Regions from separate parts of the Sus scrofa genome. Here region 2 is linked to region 1. The links are chromatin contacts, called in public Hi-C maps. All regions are on one chromosome and are shown on one strand. The core of a region is the stretch at or near the end of the contact, and the rest is flanking DNA. Distances in the headings are between cores, read along the strand shown.

Evidence for each region. Hi-C and Micro-C count contacts between places; a contact is called where the count stands out from the background.
Region 2: a contact with region 1 is called in a Hi-C map of skeletal muscle, with 4 times the contacts expected there. The contact joins two enhancer-like sites. A contact is called at or near these places in 4 of 47 Hi-C or Micro-C datasets (liver and skeletal muscle) and 1 of 2 datasets of contacts at active chromatin or transcription factors (skeletal muscle).

Annotation. Positions count from the first base shown.
Region 1 is chr14:1,288,987-1,295,827 of Sscrofa11.1, reverse strand. LOC110256773 (a long non-coding RNA gene) reads left to right here. Exons shown (of 3, transcript XR_002338728.1): 2 at 1-675; 3 at 1,036-1,143. Among named protein-coding and RNA genes, the nearest start is that of GADD45G, 130 kb to the right of the region's middle. Within about 2 kb of position 4,942, at least 23 of the 83 cell types and tissues checked have an H3K27ac peak or open chromatin away from gene starts, as enhancers often do. A contact at or near this core is called in skeletal muscle, where this site is marked.
Region 2 is chr14:1,488,281-1,494,612 of Sscrofa11.1, reverse strand. All of the region lies in intron 2 of LOC106505879 (a long non-coding RNA gene), which reads right to left. Among named protein-coding and RNA genes, the nearest start is that of GADD45G, 330 kb to the right of the region's middle. Within about 2 kb of position 2,307, at least 3 of the 83 cell types and tissues checked have an H3K27ac peak or open chromatin away from gene starts, as enhancers often do. A contact at or near this core is called in skeletal muscle, where this site is marked.

The sequences.
Region 1 (6,841 bases), core at 3,693-6,192:
AACAGGAGCACGCTGCAAGATGGATTTCCGAGAAGGATGCATACTTTGAAGAATTATAAAGAAGGGATGTGGGGGAGGGGAGCGGAGGTGGCATGTGATGTAAGTTGCAATTTTCCTGAAGGGTACCATCCACGTGGGCATCCAGGAGCTCTGAGTAGAGTTCTGAACCAGGGAGGGGCTGGGTGTAAGGAGAGCTGGCTGAGCAAAGAGAGGAGCAAGGATCCTGGAGTGGGGGCGAGGCGGGTAGACACATCGAAGGGGCCAAGTGTCCAGGGTCGAAGCAACCTACAGGACCGTGTCTGGCTGGCCAGGTCCTAAAATGAAGGCAATGGGGGAGCAGTCTGACAGGTCCACATGCATCAACCTCCCGGATACAGAGCAGAGGAATGGGCGGATCATGGCCCTGGAAAAGCCGGTACCCCAGCTCGACACAAAACAGTCTTAGGGATGAGCCCCTCCCGGAGACCAAAGGATGGAGGCTGCATCGAGGAGCACTCCCTGAGGAGCTGGCCCACTCCTGCATCCCCAGTGCCAACCCCTGCAAACACCAGGCTGCATGCTGGCCATGCCTAGAGGGACCAAGCTGGGAAGGGCAGGACTTGCTCACAGACAAGAGGAAAAATGAGCAGATTGAAGTAGGAACATGGCCACTGCATTCTCCCCCCGGCATGCAAGGTAGCTGACTCTACATCAAAGTATTTTGGAATAAGTAACAGATAGGAAGTTGTGTGCATGTCAAAAGGGGTCTATATCTTTGACTCCAAAGCCATCCTCAAAAAAAAAGAAAGAAAGCAGCCGTTTGTTTCTTTTTCTTCTCAGGCAAAGTTCAGGTTGAGAAAGATCTTTGGAATGGAACAGTTGCATAAGTGGGGGATTAGCTGTACTTACTTATAAATAAATTAATGTCCGTGAGCAGAGAAAGCCTAGTGTATATTGAACACCCACCCCTAACCCCCCCCTAAAGGCCCACCTAGAGTCCTTGGTTGTTGTTTTCTTACTTGAGGCTTCTTTGATTTTTCTCTCCTCCCACTGCAGGCAACATGGGCCCTGGGCCCAGGACCTTGGCCGACAGTGTTATCACCTGGATCCCAGTCTACCGGGGTGATGTCCGGCTTCCCCCACACAACTGAGCTTTCATCCGATCTCCATCCTCAGACTCCGAGGCCCTGAACAAGGTGCACATAAGGGCTCAAAGGAGGTTTGGTGAGCGAGTGAAAAAAAATGATAGGGCCGCGTCAGTGAGTCTGCAGGGAGGTAAAACTTACAGCCCCCCTGAATTCGGCTCCTATGATCGTTTCCACGTTTACAGAGGAGTAAGCTGTGGCCCAGGGAGCTCAGGGCTCTTTGCCAGGACACGACATCTGGTTAATGAGTGACAAAGACAGGATTTAGCCAGGTCTGCTAAATCCACAGTCCATGCCTTTGGGTCAAACAATCTCTGGTACTTTTGACCAAAACCGAAAATGAATTTCAAAAAGAACTATAAGGTCCAAAAGGAGCCTTGGGAAGCAGTTATCTGGTGTGGATGAAATCTCTGTCTTCTTTTACAGGTGACCAAGAGTCAATGATGCCAAAGTTTTTACTTGGCTGGGGAATGGTGAGACCCAAGTGTTATTCTCTGTCACTCTCAGCCCTGTGTCTTTGTCTTCATTCAGTCATTCAACAAGCACCAAGTGCCTGCGATGTAGGTCACGAACTAGGTACTGAGGTTGCACAGATGAAAAGGTGTGCCTGCCTACCTCCAAAAGCTCACTGCTTATCCAGGTGACTGGCACACAAGCCAGCAATTACAATAAAGCATGTAGGAGGCATAAGAGAATTTTGTGCAAGATCTATGCAAAGACTCAAGGGTCAAAGGGAAGAGAGGACACGTGTTCTGTGGGAAGATCAGTGGGTGGGAGACAGAAAGCTTTGCAGAGGGAAGTGTCCTTAGGCTATTTAGCAAAGCATCATGCTCATGGACTGGAAGGTTCCATGCTTGTCCAGCCCTTGAAATTTGACTCTTTTGCAGTCACGTGGGAGATGGCGCATGTTGAATCCTGGCTTTCCCAGTGGTTCCCGTGCCCACCATGCCCTAGGAAATGGAGTAGCAGCACTGCCAGCCCTGCACCCCCCAGGCCTATCTGCATGTTACCACCGCATCTGAGAGGGAGGCCAGGGTGCTGGGAGCGGACCTCCTACTCACTTTGGGTGAGTAAGGAAATGCCTGGTCCCATGGGATCTTCGCATCCCCTTCATCCGAATTCTAAATGTCTCACTTACACAAAGTAATGCAGAATGTTTGCTAAGCCACATGAGTTGGTTTGTTTTGTTTCGTTTCTGAGCACAAGCAAAAGATGTTGGCACTTCCCATTTCTCACCCAGCAAGAATCAACAGTGCTGAATGCTGGGCTCACACATGGAATCTGGGCTTGATTGTTGTTCTGAGTTGCCTGCGAAGATCACGCATGGCAGTAGCATCTCCAGTGGCAAAGAAAAGACAGGCAACTCTGAGCCTGTGTGCCTGTCTCCCCAGCACAGATGGAGTGGGTGAAACACAGTGGTCCCCACACTTGCTGGCAGCAAGGCTGCCCATCCAGAATACGTACTCTGTGGAATCCTTACCTGCTTGGTATGCCTCTTAAAAAAGTATCTGGCTCAGAAGATCACAAAAAAAAAAAAAAAAAAAAAAAAAAAAACCCGGACTAAACAGAAAATAGGAAACTAACAAAAAGTGAAATCATTGTCAATTTCTTTTCCAAAGGACTTTGCTTCCCTCAATGAAATTAACTAGTAGGTAGAACTACCTCTGCTCTTGCTGATTCCATGAAAGTTTCTGGTGTTTTGCTACTTTGCATTCTGATTATGAAAGCTAAGTATGCTCATTTGCCTAAAAAAAAAGCAAAAAAAGATTATCAATTGAATATTGATGACCGTCCCGAAAGTGACCACATCAGGAATTACTACATGCTTCACCACCACAAAAATCCAAGCTCCCCAGAAGAACTCTTAAAGCGCATTTTGGACCAGAGTTTGTCTTTCTGTCCATTGACATTATCTTTTTTTTCTTACTACTATAATTTTTTTTTAATGGCCATACCTGTGGCATAGGGAAGTTCCCAGGCTAGTGTTCGAGTGGGAGCTGCAGCTGCCGGCCTACACCAGAGCCACAGCAGTGCGGGATCCGAGCTATGTCTGCAACCCACACCATATCTCACAGCAACGCAGGATCCCCACACACTGAGGGAGGCCAGGGACGGAGCCCACATCCTCATGGATCCTAGTCGGGAACGTTAACCGCTCAGCCATGAAGGGAACTCCTCCCACGGGGTTTTGAACAATGTCTGTGCATGGATTTCTAAGGCAGGCTGACAAGACCTATAGACCCCTTCATGGAATAGTGTTTTTAAATTAATAAAATGAGGGAGTTCCCTTAATGGCACAGCAGAAACGAATCTGACTAGGAACCATGAAGTTGCGGGTTTGATTGCTGGCCTTGCTCAGTGGGTTGAGGATCTGGCATTACCGTGAGCTGAGGTGTAAGTTGCAGATGCACGTGGCTGGGATCCTGCATTGTTATCGCTGTGGTATAGGCCGGCAGCTGCAGGTCCAATTAGACCCCTAGCCTGGGAACCTCCATGTGCCAGTGAGGCCCTCAAAAGACAAAAAATTAATTAATTAATTAAATTCATAAAATGTGCAGAATTACGAAGGAAACCAATCAGAGTGAACTCGAGCTATAAAAAATAATTGTTATAATTTGAAAGGTTCTTCACAAAGATACTAAATCACGAATCAGGAGTTGCTCTATGAACTACCACATTGAGGCGTTGATAAGCATAAGGGGGAATGTTAAGGTGTCTGCAACAATTGTCCCAAAAGGAGGTGAGCTGTGATCCTGCCGATGGGTGGTCCAAGGTCCCGTCAACAGGGCAGACAGCAATGTGGAAGCGAGAGGCTAGTGAAACGGAAGCCACAGTGCATCCTCATCCACATTCGCAATCCCCACCCCGCCCCCCGAAACATTCCAGTGGCTGCCTAAAGGTCTGTGGACCCAGGATTAAGAAATCCCAATGTGACCTTTTCAACTGCCAGGCCACCGATAAGTCTTTGTGACGGCAGCGTCAGAGAGAAAATTCACAAAACTCCTGCCTCAACTTAGGCCGTAAAACAAAGACTGATATCCTGTCCCAAGTCTCTGACAGGGTTGCCAGCTCTTGACGATTAAAATCCCGGGTCCTTCTGCGAACGTACCTCCCAGCACCCCATCCTCTTTGCACGGAACCAGAGGAAGAAAACACGGACAGAGCGTGGCCCAGAGCCCGGGAATTACAGAAGTCTCTGGAAGATACTAAATCACTCTCCTTGTTCCAAAAGCCCCAAGGACAGCAGAATTATCTGGAAAACAATTTCCCACAAAAGGATTCAGGCTGCCAGGGTGGGGCGGGGGGGAGTGGGGGTTGATTTTCTTATGATGCTGCCTTCAACCTAAGCTTTCTAGACAGGTATGTACCAGCCACGTAATACACTTTCTCTGTAAATCACCACTGTTTTCAAAAGAGAAGATGGTTTTCCCTGTTGCTGCGTGCACATCTGCCAACCAGCAAGAAGAGCTGTACAGAGCAGCTGTGTGTTATTTCCTTGACCTTGCAGGCCGGGATCCTGCTCTTTTACTCGACCTCGGAGCTGCACGACACAGAGCACGGTGGCCTCCACATCTGTCTTCCAAGAACGACGGACACTGTGATTGTCCAGGACACAATGATTTTTTCAAATCAGCAGTGATGTGGGTTATGATCCGCCAAGGAAGGAAAGTCAGCCCCTCTCTCTCTCTCGCTCTCTCAAAGCAACATAGGAATGAAGAACAACAAATTACAAGCTGCTTTTGCAACGTTTCCGTAACACAGGATTCGTCAGCCTGCGTGGCTGGAGTGGCTGGTCCAGGCCCCCTGAGTCATGCCTAGGGAGGACTATTTATAGAATAGATGCTTTGTTTGTACACTCTCCTGTTTCCTGGGCCGAGGCCTTCCTCCACCTGCACGGGGAAAGTGGCTCATCCAAACAGCAGAATCAATTCTTCCTTTCCAACTTTCCCTGAAAACACAAAGAAGAGGAAAGGGCAAACACAAAAGGCGTTTTAACGAAAGGAGTCTTTCCTCTCCAACTAAAAACCCATTCAAATGTTGTTTTCTTCAGCCCCAAAAGGAAAAAAAGAAAAATTCTGGGGAGTTCCCATTGTGGCTTACCGGGTTACATACCCGACTAATATCCATAATGACAAGAGATCAATCCCTGACCTCGCTCAGTGGGTTAAGGATCTGGCATTGCCATGAGCTGTGGTGTAGGTCGCACACATAACTCAGATCCCATGTTGCTGTGGCTCTCTGGCTGTGGCTATGGCATAGGCTGACAGCTACAACTCTAATTCCACCCCTAGCCTGGAAACTTCCATATGCAGCAGGTGCAGCCCTTTAAAAAAAAAAAAAAAAATCCTGGAGCCCTTTTGTGTAATTATTAGGGGTAAAGTGCTCAAATAGCACGCCCTGTGGTCCCTAAGGCTTTGGGTTTCTCAAGCCTCCCTGGGGTGCTATGTGGGGTGTGAGAAGTAAACGGGGCCCACCACCACAGCTGGGCAGGCTCTGTCCCATCTGTTGTGCATATTGGACATTTAAAGAGATGTTTCTGCTGATACACAGGAGTTTGAAAGCCCAAGACTATAGAGTCAAGGGGGCCCTTGGGGCTCTCAGAACACACACCTCTCTCCCCTCATCCTGCATGGTGGCAGCAACAGCAAACCCCAAGGCAGTGAGCAGCCTTCAGCCGGGCCTGCCCACCAGAAGCATCAGTGTCTAGGTGAGACCTAGAGGTGGAAGGAGGCAAGGAAGAACTCCAGTCAGCCTTAAAGAGGAACAATCTCATTGGAGAGAAATAGAGACAACCCAGAGGGAGGCTGCAGGGAAGAGAGCTGTAACAGTGCTGGGCAGCGGGCAAAGTCCCCACGTTGAAGGTGGCCAAGGAGGACAAGGAGCAGACCTGCAGAGGTCAGGGCCAGGCAGGACGCCTCTCTCGTGGACCGCGGTGGACTGGATGTGCACAGGGAACAAGGCACAGGGGGCACCCAACAGCAAGAGCCATGTCGGCGAGACAACCACACACTGATGAAATGGGAGCTGGGAGCCTGAATCACTAGGTTGGGGACAATTGAGAAGCCCTTCCCATCTGAAATGAAGGCACTGGGAGAGCTGGTGGGGAGAGAAAGTAGGTTATTGCACTTTTATCCAGTTAGGCTACATGGTATATATGGTGCACTGCTAGATAGTTTAGATATAGATAGACATATGTATCATACCATATATCATAAGAAAAGAGACTATCTCATAGAAAAGACTTAAACTCGGACCCAGATGCCACAAACTCAAATATTGCACAATAAAAATTAATTTTGAAAGACCAAAGTATCTAAAGTACCAGTACCACACAGCAAAGTGAACCAGTCATACATACAGGCACATTCTTTTTCCATCATACCCAGGAGACTAGATGTTCGTTAGGAGCTCATTGCTTTTCTAAATGTAATAGTTTCATCTACTAACCCCAAACTCCCCACTCGGCGGTACAGCAAGAGCTGGCACCACGTTGTAAATCAACCATACTTTAATTTAAAAAAATAAAAAGTTAAATCAAATTTAAAAAATAAAGTACCAACATGGGAACTTTCTTAGGTAAAAGAAAGCAGCTATCAATTTGTTGTTCGGTAGATAACTAGAAATATCCTTTAAACCAAACTCGACTTGGAGTTATTGGCAAAGCCAGAGAGCAGAACCACACCAGGTGCCTGGATGCTGCCCCCGCACCAGCCCTG
Region 2 (6,332 bases), core at 1,058-3,557, 200 kb before region 1:
GTTTACAATCCACTGGAGGAAACATCATTGCATCAGGTAATTGACGCAAACACATGTGAAGCTGCAAAGAAGACAAGTGTCAGGAACAGGAGGAATAATCTTCCTTAATGACCTGTGGCGGGGCAGCAGGGGTGACCTCAGATGGGAGGTGGCAGAAGGCATGCCAGAAACCAACATGGCAGCCACCAATTTCAGCCAAGTCAAGAGGCCATGTTGGGGGGCATCACCTGGGGAGAGGGAAACACCGCCCCCCCCCAACCCCACCCCCATGGACCCTGCCATAGTTCGTATGGGTAAGGCAGACAATTTCAACATGCAGCCAAGATTGGGAAGCAATGGCTGGAGAAAGAGAATGAACCCCAGTGGGGGTGGGGGAGGAGGAGGTGCAGGTCTGAGGTGAGAGAGAGGGCACATGATCAGAGAAGCATTTTCCAAAGACCAAAGAGTCTTCCGGCATCCAGACCACAGCGAGGAGGCTAGAGCAAGAGGCTGCATGAGTTCACAGACCCACGACCAAAAGGAGCAGCCAAGGATTTCCAGCTAAAATGGGAAAAATACACACCCCCAAGGGAGAGTCCCTGACTGAGTTTGCGCCCATTTCCCTTCCTTGCTCCAGATCTGGTGCATTCAGCTGGCTGCAAGAGTACAAGAAAATCTTAGGATACCTGATGGGGTGTTTGTTTTGCAAAGGAGGTGTCATGATTCAGGAGGTCTTACGGGTGTGGCCATATGGAAATGCTATTCATGTAAGTGGCAGACAATTGAAACCATGCAATGACAATGGTAGCCATTGTCTTGTTTAGTGGAACATTAGCCTCCCCAGCCTGTTCTAACTGCCCTCCTAACTTGTCCTCTGTGCCCCTCCCCCCAACTCAAGTCTATGCCCAAGCAGTCACACCATGGGCTCCTCCTAAGAGCATCTGGTTTTTTACCTCACTACTTAGAAATATCTGCTACATCCACATTGCCAAAAAGGCAGATCATGCCCCCTGATCTGCAGGACATTCTGCAAAAAAAAAGTTCATTGCTAAGCTTGGGAGAGGCCGGTGGCCACTGGCCACTCCAAACCCTCCTCCTTGACTTCCACCAGCTTTACCGCTCTCTCCACTCTCAAACCGCCGGCCAGCATCCTCTGATCTCTGCACTGCCCACCAGCCTGCTATCTTTCCTTCCTTTCCTGTCCATCCTCCCCCATGGCACCACTTGCTTTTGGATGCCTACATCCAATGGCTTGGCTTTTATTGTCATTCCCTCCAAGAAGTGTGGGGATTTCCTTCGTGACCAGCCTGTATCCTGTTTCATGTTATCTCTGGCTCTTCAGTTGTTTCCGGTTCTGCTTCCTGCTTTCTCTGGGGCCAAATACCTTTCTTTATTTTTCCTTTATTTAGAAATGTCTGGCTTCTGAACCCTTGGGTTTGCTAGAAAGCTGACTTCCAGACGATCAGCGGGGGGGTGGGGGGGAATGATAATAATATCTTGAATGTATCTGGTTTCTCTCTCTTAGAAGCTCGCGTGCATTCCATACATGTGATCTCATTAGCCTCCCAGCATCTCTGCAAACTAGGGAAGTGACAGGTGTTTACAGGGAGGGCACCGGCCTTAAGTAAGCTCTGCTCAATCATAGGGTGAGTCACAAGGACTTAAATAGAAACTGCTTTAGTTGCAATTCACTTCTTTTTCTCCTTAGTTGATTGGCAAAGTGTTATAGCTTTATATATTTTAACCAACAAATGGATGTTTATCCCACCCAGGTAAGCATATTCCAAAATCTCTGGTGGCTCACCCACTGGGACCAGATAAAGTCAGCATTCTTTTGCCTGGTAGAGTTGGTTCCCCATGTAGGAGCTCTTTGGTCCATGCCAGGCCTACCCACTTTTGTCAGCCCTTCACCCTCCCCCCTTGAATTGCATGGAATTTTCAGGGCTTGTTGATGCTTCTAGATGTACCACCCTCAGCTTGGGAGTGTGGCAAACCTCAGCCCAAATGCTACGTATGACTTTTCTCTTCCAGATTCATTCTCCTTGGTGCCTTCTATCTCTGTATATGTTCCCCAGAAAATCACAATCATTTTATTTGATTATAATTCTTTCTGTCTATGGTTTTAGTTATTCAGCTGAGAGCAGAGAACATGCCTTTTCATCTATATTTCCAGCTGGAGTGGTGTTCCACTAGAGCTGTGCCCCAAAGTACTTATGCACTCAAAGCCGCCATGATTTCTGAATCAGAAATTTGGAAAGAGAGGGGTCAGAGTCAGGTGTCAACCAAAAGCTCACTGGGCTGGCCATTCTTGAAGGCTCATTCACATGGCTGGCAGATGATGGTGGCTGTTGGTGACAGCTGAGCAGAGCTGTCAACTAAAGTCTGTACTCATGGCCTCTTTGGCATGGTGATTTGAGACCATCAAACTTCCCTCATGGACCCTGGCTTCCTGTAGAGCCAGGGTCCCTGAAGAACCAGGCAGAAGGCATGGCTTTGCTGGTCTCACTGTGGAAGTCACACAGCGTCACTTCCACCACATACTATTGATTACAAGTGAGTCATGAAGCCAGTTCAGATAAAGGTGAGAATTAGACTCAACCTGGGAATAGGGGAGTGTTAAGCTCACCTTGCAGAAGAGCACATAGGAGCTATTGTTTCAGAATTCTTTAGAAAATACAACCTATAACAAGTGGCATGTGCTCCATAGATGATACTGAATGACCATAAATGAAGCAGATCTCCACCTTTATGACTCAGAATGAACTTATAACTGTGGTGACAACACTTCCAAAAGGTGCTCAGGCAGCAATCCCAAGGCTTGCTCCTTGAACTTTCATCCATAGCCCCCAGAATCTTGTTAAAAACGGAGATTTCAGTGTCCCCATCCAATTGAAATCTCTGAGGGTAGGATCAAATGTGTATATTTTAAGCAAGCCCTCAACCCTGGAAAATTCTAGAGAACAGTACAGAAAAGATGGAGAAAAGAATCTGTAAGGGGTTCTAAAAGATAGCCCACATAAAACATCCCTCCAGAACTCAGTGATTGGAAACAACAACCATGTCTTATCTCACTGTTCCTGTGGATCAGGATTCAGGGCATGGCTTTGTGAGCTGTCTCTGACCCAGGATCTCATACAGGCTGTAGTTGGGGTGTTGGTTGGGCTGCAGTCAGCTCAAAGTTGGCTTTGGGAAAGAGCAGCTTCTGAGGTTGCCCACATGGCTGCTGGCAGGTCCAGAGAACAAGTTGTGAAGACCAAGAGAGACCCAGATAAAAGTCACCATCTTTTTACAACCTAATCTCAGAAGTGAAATCCCAACCCTTTTGCCTTATCCTATTTGTCAGAACCAAGCTGCAGGCCCCGCCCACATTCGAGGAGTGGGAACCACACAGGAGTGTGTGTACCAGAAGGTGAGGGTTCCTGGGCCATCCTAGAGGCTGTCTGTCACAAGTTGCAGAGGTGGGGATTGAGTGCAGACCATCAAGAAGTCAGTTGTAGGAAACTAGAGGGATGAACAAAGCATGGCTTCACTAAGTGCACATTGATCAGTTCTAACAAAGCGCTGAGGACTGAAGCAACTGCCCCAACAGCCTCAACTTATAGGGAAGCCTTGAGTGTGTTTTTTAGAAGTGAGGGCTTGAATAGGCTGAGAAGAGAGAGAAGAAAAGAGAGGAGTTTCATTCGTTTTAGTAGGACTGTTTCTCAGATCATAGGTGGGCAGGTTATTAAAATGAAAATATCGCATCAACTTGTTAGAAATACGACCCAACAGCTCTTTGGTCAGGAGGAGGCCATCATACACTAAAATTGGTGGTCAGGTACCCCATCCACCAGATTCTAAAATAGATCCCATGAGGAACTTGCTGCTACAGGATAGTATAGTAAAGCGAAGCCAATCTCAAACTTAACCCAACCAACCACCTAACCTAGTGCTATGAACAACAGTGGCTTGAGAGAGAGAGATGAGAGAGAGAGAGAGAGCAGAGCAGAGAGAAGAGGCTGGTTCCACCCTGCCTGGTTTTGATTTGTGGAGCTCAGTGCGACTCTCAACTTTTTCTCAATATTTTTCTCAGTTTCACGGAAATAGTGTTATAATCCCCAGTTAGAGGGAAGCAGTTCAGCATCCCATTGATCCCATTGATTCAAGCTCTCTGCAGAAGAAGATGCAGGAAAGCAGAGGGAAGAGCAAAGGGAAAGAAAAATGCACACCAAAAAGGCCAAAATAATCTAGTCTGGAAGAAAAGACACACTGAGGACAAGGTTGGATGTGAATGTGCTGGACCACATTGAACACATGTAGTTCTCAACAAGAATCCAGAGAACACACACTTTGCACCAGCACTATGCTAACCATCTAGGGAATAATAATTGCACAATGTGGACTTGTGCTCACAGTGTTAAAGCGCCACTTGATCTTGCCCCACAGAGTTCTGAGTGAGAACAGAGCCCAGACACTGAATGCTGCTCTACTTCTTCTCAAGCTCAGCTAAAAGAAGAAGCTTCTCCGTGACAGTCCCCTTGCAGAGAAAGCAAATACAGAGGAACTGGAAGCCAGGCATCATACAGGAGGTTCATACACGGACCTGTCTCAAGCTTGGATCCCTTGGTCTTCCAGATTATGCACCTTGAGCTCAGGAAGAACCAATGAGTAAATATAGGACAGGACATGAACCCCACGAACCTTCCTAAACTTACCAGTCATTAAGAATGACCAGTTTTCAGGATCATGTGTGATCCAGCAATCCCTCTCCTGGGCATGTATCAGCAGAAAAATATAATTCAAAAAGATACATGCACCCCAATACTCACTGCAGCACTATTTACAATAGCCAATAGATGGAAGGTTCCTAAATGTCCACTGACAGAGGAATATATAAAGATGTAGTACATATATGCAATGGAATATTACTCAGCCATAAAAAAGAGTGAAATAATGTCATTTGCAGCAACATGGATGGATCTAGAGATCATCATACTAAGTGATGTAAGACAAAGACAAATATCATATGATGTCACATATGTGGAATCTAAAAAAAATCATACATGTGAGCTTAAATACAAAACAGAAATAGATTCGCAGACATAGAAAACAAACATACGGTTACCCAAGGGGAAGAGGTGGGGGGAGAGATTAGTTAGGAGTTTGGGATTAACATAAACACATTACTATATATAAAGTAGATTACCAATAAGGACCTACTGCATAGCACAGGGAACTATACTGAACATTTTATAATAATCTATAAGAAAAATACCTGAAAAAATATGTATAACTGAATCACTTTGCTGTACACCTGAAACTAACACAACATTGTAAATCAACTATACTTTAATTTAGAAAAAAAAAAGAAGACCAACTTTCATGAGGAGAAGAATAGACTCCTTGCTTCAACCTGCAGCCCCCACAACTCTCCCACCTTTTCTGGAAGAACTATCATAGATTGCAAGCTTTTCGAGCTTCAATATTCAGTATCATTCAGGCTCCCAAGTGAATTCTGAGGGTGTGCCTTCCTCCCTGCAGAAGCCTCATCCAGAATGGACACAGGGGCCCACCACTATCCCTCGTGGCCTGAGTCCCTCACCCCAGGTGGAGAGCAGCCTCTGCAGCAGATGTCAGAGGAACAGAGAGAACTGCTGGGTGGCCCTGGCTTCCCAGTGCTTCCTCTGAGGAGCAGGCACAGTCCTCTCCTCCCACCCCTCTGCTGCTCTCCTCTGCCCTCTGAATCCAGACCACCTGCTTATTTAGCGCTAAATTATACTCCAATTTCCATGTGTTCTTTCCATCAAAGTACTTGACTTCCTCCCAATAAGAAATCTAAAATCACTTCAGTTTTAGACTGATGAAACATCGTTCTTTTTATTTTATTTCATTTGTATTAGAGTATGGTTGATTTACAGTGTTGTGTCAATTTCTGATGTACAGCATAGTGACCCAGTCATACATATATATATATATATGTATATATATATATATATTCTTTTTCTCATACGATCTTCCGTCATGTTTTATCCCAAGAGATTGGATGTAGTTCCCTGTGCTGTACAGCAGGACCTCATTTCTTATCCATTCTAAATGTAAGAGTTTGCATCTACCAACCCCAAACTCCCCGTTCATCCCACTCCTGGGCATAATATCCCAATAAAGCTTCCATTCAAAAAGATACATGCACCCTTATGTTCATTGCAGCACTATTCACAATTGCGAAGACATGGACGTAACCTAAATGTCCATAGACAGATGAATGGATTAAAAAGATGTGGTATGTATATACAATGAAATACCACTCAGCCATAAAAAAAATACCATTTTCTGCAACATGCATGCAACTAGAGATTCTCATACTAAGTGAAGTA